Regions from separate parts of the Arachis hypogaea genome. Here region 1 is linked to region 2. A link is a contact called in public Hi-C data. All regions are on one chromosome and are shown on one strand. The core of a region is the stretch at or near the end of the contact, and the rest is flanking DNA. Distances in the headings are between cores, read along the strand shown. Region 1 holds the start of LOC112720221 (syntaxin-52). Region 2 holds the start of LOC112720220 (FBD-associated F-box protein At4g10400).

What was found. A called contact is a pair of places that touch in the nucleus more often than the background predicts.
Region 1: a Hi-C map of leaf shows a contact between it and region 2, with 3 times the contacts expected there. The contact joins the promoter of LOC112720221 here to the promoter of LOC112720220 in region 2. A contact is called at or near these places in 2 of 8 Hi-C or Micro-C datasets (both in leaf).

The regions. Positions count from the first base shown.
Region 1 is chr11:10,667,101-10,672,981 of arahy.Tifrunner.gnm2.J5K5, forward strand. LOC112720221 (syntaxin-52) reads left to right here and starts at 3,000. Exons shown (of 6, transcript XM_025771083.2): 1 at 3,000-3,366; 2 at 4,767-4,979; 3 at 5,275-5,477; 4 at 5,573-5,673; 5 at 5,770-5,814. The coding sequence starts at 4,771.
Region 2 is chr11:10,521,136-10,527,108 of arahy.Tifrunner.gnm2.J5K5, forward strand. It overlaps LOC112720220 (FBD-associated F-box protein At4g10400), which reads left to right and starts at 2,952. Exons shown (of 4, transcript XM_025771080.3): 1 at 2,952-4,342; 2 at 4,448-4,594; 3 at 4,682-4,991. The coding sequence starts at 3,419. The coding sequence ends at 4,975.

The sequences.
Region 1 (5,881 bases), core at 1,750-4,249, 150 kb after region 2:
TTCGGAGGAGCACCAGAAGTGGCAACAGAAACTTGAGGAGGATCAGCCAAACGAACCCGGGGAGTAGGGATTACCTTCCTCACCCCCGGCGAGTTCGGTATGGCTGGCTTCGACTGAACCTGAGATGATCCCTCACCGGCCGCCTTAGTTGAGATGTTTTGAGCTGCAGTAGCCTTTCTTGCCCTCTTAAAGGCCTTCATAGATTCCTTATTCTTAATCATCTCTGCAAACAAAACATCACAGTAGGAAACCAAGTTACAAATAAAAAAAAAGCTCGTAAAGAAATAAACTCAACAAAACAAGGTAAGCCAAAATTGAACACTACCAGCTCATCTCGAAGGAGTGAGGGGTCCCCTAAAAATTTCTTGGTATCAAGATAGGGAGGTTCCCCCCCAATTCTCCTCCAACACAGTCACAAAAGCCTGCTCGACTTCGTCCAACATCTCCCAAGAATACCTCGACACAACAACGTTCTTTTGCCACTCTAAAGGAAAAGTGGGCTCATCATTCTCGTCTAGAAAAAAGGGACGAGCTCCTTCAACAGCTCGGACCTTGAAGAAATAGTTCTTAAAATCACGAAACGACTCGTCATACATAGAAAAAACTTTCTTCCCTTGCGAAGCTCGGAAAGAAACCCAGGCAGCCTTTTTCTTCATTACCTCAGGTTTTGTCAAGACAAACAAATAAAAGAAAAGGAATTGCGAAGCAGGGACGTCAAACTCACGACACAGTAATTGAAAAATCTTTATAAAATCCCAAGAATTGGGGTGAAGTTGGGATGGAGCTATATTGCAAGACCACAACAGGTTGGTCTCAAAAGGAGTAAAAGGAATGGTGATATTCATCTGGCAAAAAAAGTAATCGTATGCATAGAAAAAAGGACGGTCTCCAGCAACTCGAGTAGAGAAACAAACTCTCTCTTCAGGAGTGGGGGGCACAAGCTCATAATTCTTTTCCTCACTACCACTACTACAAACCCTATGGAATTGCCTAAGCTGTTGACAAAATTCGGAATCAACCAAAGAAACACACAAAAGAACCATCGAATCCACCCAATCAGCCATGCCTTCAGGGACTTGGGAAGATGTCTCAACAATGTTCTTGCGAGAAGACATGAGGTCAACTAGTCCTACAGTAAGAAAAGAAGAAAATAGATTACTAACCCGAAACATCTCCGATAAAGTCAAAAACAAACCACATCAGAACAAGCTCGGACAAGCATGACACAGAGCAATACAAGCAACAAAAGGCAACCCCAGGACTCACACTAAAAGATCTAGGGGCACCTTTTGGAGGCAAGTTATGGAACAAGGATTCAGGAAAACCTACAAGCTCACATACATCCTAACAGAAAAACAATAAACCCTTACCTCTCCTTTTTGATCTGCAACTAAAGTGACACTCCGAAAAGAAAGCTGCGAGCCACAAGTCGAGCAAAGTCATCAAAATAAACTACCCTCCAGACCCACAATCCCAGTTTAATCAACAAACGAAGCAACCAAATAAACAGCTCAAGAAGAAGTCATCAAAGACACAACCTTTTTCAAGAATAATAAAAAATAGAAGTTATCTTTTGCAAAAATTTGTCAACAAAACATCAAAGGAGCAACCTTTTGAGAAAAGCAAATGGGTTCGTGCAGATCACAGAAGAAGAAAAATAAACAACAATAAGCAAGCAGATGCATGGCAATACAAAAATATTCAAACTTGCTAAAGTCAAAAAACGCACAATGCAAGCGACGAGGAAGGTAAGAAAGAACCAACCTGAAAAAATGGAGGAAAACCCTGAAGAAAGGCTGAGAGCAGAAGCGACAGGGAACAGAACCACCTCTCGAACAGAAAAGCCTCACAGAAGTAGAAAATGGAATCCAGAGTCGCCCCTTTTCACAGTAAGGAAAGCACTAATAATCGCCAAAAGTACGACACAGGAAAGAAATACGAAAACCACAAATTTCAGAAAACAGAAAGAGAGGAAGAAAGGGGAGGTTACGGAGAAAAGAAACCGTTTTTCTGAAATATGAAATTCAAAATAAAGAGGCTAAGAGAAACGGGGCAATTAAAACCAATTAATGAGGGTATTAAGCCCTCGCACGTTCCCAAGAACAGGACGCTAATACAAAAGCGCGCGCTTTCAGAAGAAAACGTTTCACATTCAAAAAGGAAGATTCTGCAAAGAATGAAGTCGACAAATGCTCGAGTTCGGCTTCACCAGAGAAGGATCGAAGTCTTAAGAACTAGGACTCGACCTCAAAAAGAAAGACCGAGCTCGAGCAGGGGCACTGTTCACACCCTGGGTCAAGCTATCCGACCCGGGATGTTCAAAGCGACCGACCTCTTCAGGTCAGACTATCCGACCTCTTCTCAAAGAGATCAGCCAAATTGCCAGGAAAGCCCAGTAAAAGGCCCAAATAGAGGAACACGACCCATATCCAAATGCAGTACAAGCCTATAGAGATAAAGGCGGGGTTCCCTTGAGGATAAGCTGACCTCACCCAAAGATAAGATAAGATAAGATAAGATAACTAACTTATCTTACCTAAGAAGGTCAGCCCACGACCATTATAAATACACTGGAACACCCAGGTATAAATCATACTCTGAATCTACTAAAAACCTGCTTAATACCCTTGCTAACTTAAGCATCGGAGTCCCTTGCAGGTACCCCCCACCCTCCGGTGACGAAGGATCAACAGCATAGCCAGTCCACCAGTCGGATACAACAGCTCCGGCCGTCACTCACCAGTCGGACACGTCATCTCCTACCAATACAGAAGATCTCGTCCGAAATCGACCTACAGTTTCAGGTAACCCCCGGAACAATATGTGGTATAGTTTGGTCGTAAAATTAGTAAAAAAGAAGGGATAATTCTTTAATTTTAATAAAAAAGATTTGATTTTAATTATAATAAAAAAGTGATATGTGACCTATTTTAATTATAAAATTAGTGATGTATAATAGTTTTATTACCTATTTGAAAGTGAAAATCAATTCATTTTTTGTTTTTATTTTTAACAAATACTGATTTAGTTCCACCTAAGCAAGCAAGCACCCGGGGGTAATGGAGTAAAAGACAAACACACAATACAACAATCAGCGTAACGCAAGTGGGGTGGACACCAAAAACGACGCTGTGCAGAACGACCTTTTCGGCTTTCTTAACATCGCGACGTAGACGACGACTCTGTCCGACGAAACGGTTACGCTTTAGTGCTCCTTCCTGGTGCCGCTCTTGTACGCTACTTTCCTTTGTACATCGCCATCTTCCCGAAAAACGACGTCGTATCCATCACCCTCCATCGGAAGAAAACCCGATTCCTTCCTCTTAATTCCGAAACCCTACTTATAATTCGTCCCAAATTTAGTAGGTATAAGCGAGTTCCCTTTACGATCCTTTCATAGTTTTGTCAAATTCGATTTTCTCTTCATTTTTTCTGAATTGTAATTTGAGCGCTGCTGGATGACCTTTAATTCGCCGAAATTTCGTGTTTTCGTGTCTGATTTTGATGTGTGTTTTGAAATTTCTTTAAGAATCATGTATTTTTGTGAAATTTTGATGTTTAAGTTTGTTATGTTTATTTGTATCCAATGACGGGTGAATTTTGTGATTTTGTTATCCCTGTTCTGTGATCATGAGATGAGCTTAAGGGATTCTTTGTGCTGTTTGTTATTACTTGATTTTTTTAAAAAAGAATGTAAAATAAAATGCTTGGAAATTCCGAGGTTCACAGCAACCGTGGTTTGGATTTGAAATTGAGGGAACTGTTGCTGAGGGAATTAGTCACCATTCTGTGGAGAATTGAAAGTTTGATCGGGGTAACAATTATGTCGGTGATGGTGCTGCTAAATGTGACCGTTGACTAATTGTTTGTAGAGATATAATGGTGGAAAATGAGGGAACATGTGATAGGATTAGCTAATGGGTGCACTTGTTACAAGATGAAAGGTTTTAATTTTTACTGCTTTCAATGTTTGTTTTTATCAATTGTTCAAATGTTTTGGCAAGTAGGACGCCCAGCCATATGAGAAGAAAACCCTGGTTGCTATTCTGTTTGTTCGTGACATGTTTTTGGCCACTCTTTTTCCTTTTTGTTTTTTCTTCATTCGGTCTAAAGGGTGGCTCTTTGGACTTTTGAGGGCTAAAATTCAGGATGAATTATTAAGGATTTTGCTATTTTCCAGCAATTGTTTCTTCCAATGTATCTTTATCCGCCAACATTGTTTATTGTTTTGTTCCCTCTATGTGCGTGCCTGCACTGGTGTTTATGAGGTATGCAAAAGTATAAGATACCCGTTTGTAGTGTAATGTTTCTTTCTCTCTATCTTAGTAAGTTTCTTTAGCTGGGGAAAAACCATGCATATCTTCTCAGTCAATGTTGTTGGCACTTGAATTATGATCTCCAAAATATTAGTTGGCCGTATATATTTCTAGTGAGTGGAAAGCCCTTTTACATTTGGTGTGATGTATGCAAAGGGAACATTTCATATATATGTTTGAGTGCTGAGTGCTTGCCCTGAGGCAGCTGAGTAGGTAGGAAGCTAAGAGTGTTAAATTAAAAAAAGTGGGGGTAACTATAACTTGACATATTTTGATATGTATGAAGGTATTGGTTTTACGAGGTTCTCTTAACAGTTAAACTTTAATATTTGTTAGCGGTGAGGGCTGAAAAGGTTAATTATCTTATTAGAATAAATGAATTTTTGCTGATGATTTATTCAATAAAAATCGTCTGGCAGTGACTTTTTATTCCATTTCACTTATTTTCAGACCAATGGCATCGTCATCAGACTCATGGATGAAGGAATATAATGAAGCAGTGAAACTCGCCGATGATATCAATGGCATGATTTCTGAGCGGAGTTCATTATCAACATCTGGACCAGAAGCTCAGCGTCATGCATCTGCTATAAGAAGGAAGATTACTATCTTAGGGACCAGACTTGATAGCTTGCAATCCCTTTTATCTAAAGTCCCTGGAAAGTGAGTGTTCAGCTGGTGTTTATGCTAATTAAGGAAGATCTTGCTATTACAGCATAGAAACTAGGACCTGAAATACTGTACTGCAATTGTCCAGTACATTGTTAAGGGTTGTCCTGATCTTAAATATTTATTTCTTAAGATTTGTTTAGTTGCATTGTAAAAGTTATGTGATAATAGCATAAGGAAATTTGTATTATCAATCATTCATTGTCTTCTTTTCATCTGTCAAGTGTCAAGTTATATGATGAAGTTGCTTTATTGATATCTGATGCTTTCACTTCTCAATGATGCACAGATCTGAGAAGGAGATGAATCGCCGCAGGGAAACACTTACAAATTTGAGGTCAAAAGTTAACCAAATGGCTTCAACACTGAACATGTCAAACTTTGCAAATAGGGATAGTTTATTTGGTCCTGAAATAAAACCAGATGCAATGAGCAGAACTGTTGGCCTGGATAACAGTGGACTCGTTGGACTTCAAAGGCAAATTATGAAAGGTTACTTAACTTGAATTGTTTGAAATTGAAATATAATATCTGTAATCTGTAATTTGGAATTTAGATCTTGATTTGGGGGAGTGGTGTTCAAGCAGAGCAAGATGAAGGCCTTGAAAAATTGGAGGAGACTGTTGTAAGTACAAAGCACATTGCATTAGCAGTGAATGAAGAGCTGAGTCTACACACTAGACTAATTGTATGCTACTTTCCTATGTTAAATTTCTTTTTTCTTGTTTCTACAGACCATTTTCACCTCTCCTTTCTAAAATTGAATATTCTCTTTCTGTGCTAGGATGACTTGGACGAACATGTAGATGTTACAGATTCTCGTCTAAGGGTAACACTCCTTTAACTTTATTGGAACCATATCTCCCGTTTGGGCATATAAAAATTGAATGTTCTCA
Region 2 (5,973 bases), core at 1,702-4,201:
TAAAGCTTTTGACAATTCCAATGGATTAAAAGTTTATATTTGATCGGTGACGTGATGAACCGTAAAATCGTATTTCATTGAAAACTAATCGATTGAAATTTCAAAACAATCGATTGAATTATAACTCAATCGATTGGATTACAGTTTATCACAAAACAATCGATTGAAAATTGCAAGGCAGACGCATAAATCAATCGATTGGTTATATGACCCAATCGATTGAACGATGAATAAAAATTGGATTTTTGTAATTCAATCGATTGTTTATAATTCAATCAATCAATTTGCCGTGTCTTTGTTGCTGTTTTGTTGAATTTGTTGCTACGTTGTTGAGTTTTTGTTGTTATTGATGATAAACTTTGATGTTGGGCAAAGTATTACATTGCATTGGATGCCTCTCCAAAAGCAATATAATTCAAACCTGAAACCTGCCTCCAAGATGTGTATATTCAACAATGACACCTGAAAAAAGTAAAAATTTATTATTTTTACCACCACATTCAAGATACAACTCTTGCTTCCTTAAGTAGCAAAATGCATAGAACTCTCTGCAACTCCTTGGCATCAATCAACCCTTCTTTGTTCTCATCATAGACATCAAAATCTTGTTTCGCCTCATCATTGCTTTGTTATCTTTATCCTGTCAAATTAAAATTGTTATCTTACTAGTATATGTGCCTGCGCATAGTGCTATGCACGGGGAAGTGCTAAATCAAACAAGTTTAGATGAAATTCTTTTATATATCATTTAGAAAAACATTGGACCATGGACTATGCAGACTATATATTGATAGACTAGATTGGTCATATAGCAATAAAAACTTTGGACTATGCAGGCTATATGTTAGTAGAATTGACATTCTATAGCTGTTTAATAGTACTCAAACTATATATCTGCCAAAGTCATTGGTTATCTTTTCTAAATACGAGGCACATATTAGATTGATATTTTTTATAACAAGGATACAACTATTTTCATGTAAAACTCTCCATGCTTCAAAGATGTTTCTGTAATATTTGCTAATTTACCACAAAAAGATTAGAATAAAAACACTAAATTAATATACATTCAAATGATTAAATCGGAGGAAGAATAGATATCACATAAACAGTCACAATGTCAATCTGTTACCGAGGATAGCATCTAAAGGTCCCATACAAATATGCTCTTATATCTCTTGCACATCCACAAGTCTAGGAATTAGAAATTCTTTAACTGACTTACAGAGAAATTCTTTAATGGTAGATTGATGGTGGTCTATGCCTCTATGTCTGCATCACCTCTGTGCATGTTAAAATTAAGTTGTGTTCATTCTGTTAACTAAATTATACTTCCTCAAATATATTAGATTCTCCAAGTCCGGCCACTATATTTGGTATTTACCCATTAAGAATCACTGTTTCATTCACCTCAAAATAACAGAACACAAATAAGTTCCTCATTTAGTTAAAGGATAAAACCAAATCAGCCTTGTAGCTTTTCAGCTCCTGCAGATTCCAGTAGCACTTAACCTTGCATTGACAAATTCTAAGAGTAAGTGATCAGAGGACTAAATTAGAATATAGCACAAAAGATAAGATTTATAATTTTTTTTAAAAGCTAAAGGGAAAAATTTTAAATAATAAAAAAATGAAAGAAAAATGAAAGACAAGAAACCAAAATAATCCATTTACAACTAATTAGGAGGTTTTCTTCTTCTTTTTTCTTTTCTTGTTAACTTTTATTTTGATTATCTAACTACTTGGATACTCAAGCAATCGATTGTTTTGGTGAGACCCCAGATTGTTTTCAAGCATTCAATCGATTGGAGGATATAAACAATCGATTGAATTACAAAAATCCAATTTTTATTCATCGTTCAATCGATTGGGTCATATAACCAATCGATTGATTTATGCGAAAACATGCTGCCTTGCAATTTTCAATCGATTGTTTTGTGATAAACTATAATCCAATCGATTGAGTTATAATTCAATCGATTGTTTTGAAATTCCAATCGATTGGTTTTCAATGAAACACGATTTTACGGTTCATCACGAACGTCACCGATCAAATATAAACTTTTAATCAATTTGAATGGCCAAAAGCTTTATTACGATCAATGGAAGATCTAATTCGTTATTATTTTTGTTTTTGATTGTTAATAAACATAATAGATGATTGATAAAATAATAATATATAAAATAAAAAACTGTTTTTATAATTAAATAAAATATATAGGGTCAATTTGTAATTAAAATTAGTTAAAGGACTATGTAACAATTGTTAAAAAAAACTTAAAAAACATGTTTTGTTATGGGACCATTTAATGGTCCAAACGTTCTGGACCATCGAATCCTTAGCCCTTGGACTTTAAGATTAAATTTAAAAAACACTTTTGAAAAGGTTAACAAAAACATTATAAAATAATATAAAAAAATATTATAACTAATGTTATGATTTGGTGGAGTATTTATTGGTGTTATTGTTGCATAGCATATTATTGACTTGTTCTAATTGATCTCCAATAGAACATACCTCAACTAGAAAATCATATATAACAAAACATTAAATGAGTACTTCATTCTTCATTCTTTTAAAATAGCAAAAATTGCAGAACACAAACAAAATGTACTTACCGTCAACACTCAATAAAAAATACAGACGTGTTGAAACTTGAAAGTCTTCAAAATGTTTATATTTCAAAGTGTAGGTTCGCTTGTCTATGTTTCCATGGTTGTCACCAGCATCTCAGACTGAATGCATAACTACAGCTCTTTTAAGATGTTGGCATACTAAAATTTCCTGTTGCGGATGTTTTTTGTTTTTTTAATCAAGGGTATGAACTATGAATAAATTTTGTTTTTTATTTTCTCTTTTTTATTTTACATATTGTTAAAGAATTTTCTTTCTCATTTTCGCTTTTTTTTTTTACCGATGAAATTTTTTAAAGATTACCATCCATTAAATATTTTTATTTTTAATTTTTCACTTGCTTTTTTTTTTTTTCCACTTTTTCTCATTCATAGGATTCCATTTTTCTTTTGTATGGTCATGAATTAAAAAAAGGTTTAACATTCTAGCCTAATCACGAATTGGACCGGCCCTCGTGATAAAAGATACGTATTCAGCTCAATAAAACAATTTGGGCCAAATTATGTCTGGAGTAGAGTCCAACAATTTATTAAATCTTATGGGTTACCTTTGAAAATACTATGCTGTGCCTTTTTTAAAACCTAAATCTTTAGGGGTCAAACGCAATTCCATGATAAATCTGAAAACCCAGATTAAAATGTCCCCACTCGAAAGGCCAAATCAAAACCAAACAGCAATGTAAAAAAAAAAAAAACTCTTCGAATCCAAATTCAATTGCCATTCACAGTGGTCTTCCAGTGGCTGCCATTAAGCAGAACCTAACAGCATCCCTTGAGGTTCAAGATGGAGAGGATTGAAAAAAGAAAAATGGACAGGTTTAGTGCCCTACCGGACTCCCTCATCGGCCACATTCTGTCCTTCCTCCCCACCAAAACCGCCGTTTCCACCAGCCTCCTCTCTCGCAGGTGGCGCTACCTCTGGCAGCATCTCCAAGTCTTCAACTTCCAACTCGAGGAAGAGGAAGAGGAAGAGGAAGAGGACGAGCAATACGACTGGTCCTTCATGCACTTTTCTGCTTTCGTAAACGGAGTTCTTGCGCAGCGTAGGAATCGAGACATCCGCAAGTTCCGCCTCTCAAGCAGCTACACAGGTGAAGCCTCGTTCCATGCACGTTCTTTCAATTACTGGTCACTTGCTGCCATTGGACCTCAACTCCAGGACCTTAATCTTTCTTTGTATGCTCCGTATTTAAAGAAACACTTCGTGTGGTTTCCTTCTTCCAGCGTCCTACGTGGCATCTTCAGTTGTACTTCTCTCATTTCACTCACTTTGGATGGTTTGATATGCGTCAATAAGATATCGTCTGTTCATTTGCCAGCCCTCAGGACTATGAGACTCTCCATGGATACACCGTATCCCTTAGACGTGAAGATTTTTTCTGGCTGCCCGGTCCTTGAAGATCTTTATCTCCAGTTTAACCAAATAAATGCTCCCAAGATAATTTTTCCTAATTCCTTGAAGAGGCTGGAAGTTCATAATCGCAAGTCATCTACACGTAGAGAAGTTGAAGTTGAAATAGAAGCTCCGGCACTTGAATATCTTACTTTCTTCTTATATATTGGACTAAGCCAGTTGACTGTCAACAATTTGCACAATGTGAAAGTAGCAGATCTTGATCTCAGGGAAGACGATCCTGATTATATACATATGCTTCTAAATGCACTCAACCGAATAAAAAAGCTCCACTTGCATATTTCGATATTAGAGGTTGGTTATTCAAATCTTATTAACATTCTTGTGGATTTGCAATTGTTAATTGTAGCTTTGATCCTATCAATATTATGCTTAATATATGCTTGTCTTCCGCTTCAGTGCATACTTGGTGCCCCAGCTTTTGATTTTCCGGAATTCAGTTGTTTACTTCATTTAGAGCTAAAATGTTTCAATCCGACTCTAATCATAAACCTGCTTTACAAGTGTCCTATGCTTCAAGTTTTCAAGATTTGTAATTATGAGCAGGTTTGTCACTTATTATTTTGTTTGATTTTTGATTCATGATCTGGTATTTCCTTGCATCCTCTTAGCCTTCTTGTACCTTGTTTTCAGATTTGGATTGAGCCAACCGGCAATTCTAGCAGCTGGACACCCCCTACTTGTGTTCCTGATTGTCTTGCATCACACTTGACAAAAATTGAATTCAAAGGATATAAAGGTTCTAATGATGAGCTGGGATTCATTGCCTATATCTTAAAAAGTGGGATTGTTTTGCAAACAGTTACTGTTAATCTTGATTCGCTTAAGAATGAAAAGGGCAAGAGCAAGAAAAAATACAATATCACTAAAGAATTGTGTGCCATCCCAAGGGGATCCAACATGTGCCGAATTGAAATTAAAGACTAAGACATATTCCCTTCAGGTATGTATACGCACCATCCCTGTCTTTTCTTTATTATTTTTTACTTTGATAAAAACCATCTCTGTCATTTGTGTGAATGTGTCTGACTAAATTAAAGCTGTTATGAATTATTTCTTACTTGTTTCCATGGTGTTCTTCAAGAATAGGATATATTATGAAAAAAATTGATAGATGTGTTCTCATGTGAGAGTCTTATCAAATACTTGTGTAGAAGCTTTGGATAACATTATTTGATTGATTCTAATTTGCAATATTGAGTGACACTGTGAACATACTAGAATTAAATACCAAGAACACACTTATTCGATTCCTTATTGCTGTCCTTGTATGTACCGAGATTCAATTTCATTGTTAAGCTTCCAAAGTTCATCCTTAAAGTGAATGTTGGAATTTTAACTTTGTTTGTTTTCACTTTTCTGTACTCAAATTACATCCATGCTTAATATGTATTCATTCTAATTCAGGATTTTTATTTAGCTAATAGCTATTCAAGTTAGTGATGGATGGACTTTCTTTTGTGAAATTTTTGTTGTAGAAGCATTGTTGTTTCATAGAGAAAACTTGCCTTTGCTTTCTTTTTTATTCCCCGTCTTAAATCTTGTGTGGTCGAAGAAGAAATTCTTTTGTCCATTCTATAATCTTTTTCAGGTTAATTTATTTAATGACTTGTGATTAAGGTAAATAGGTTATTCTAATCTTATTAAACTTTCTAGTTGACTTAAGGGCTTGTGAGTGAAGGTTCTGTTTGTAAAGAGCCTTCAACTGGTACATAGATGTGATTGCTTGATTTCATCTCCCTTAGGATAATTAAGAATTTTACCTTCGATACGAAAACGTTTTAAGAGTGTAAAATCTAAGGCAGTTGGAGTTTACATGGTGGCACATGCTTGTTTAGAGACAATTTTTTGTTTATCTTTTAGTAGTTTTATTTATATTTTGCTGATTGTTGTAATATTTATTTGTAAACAATTTTATAATTTTT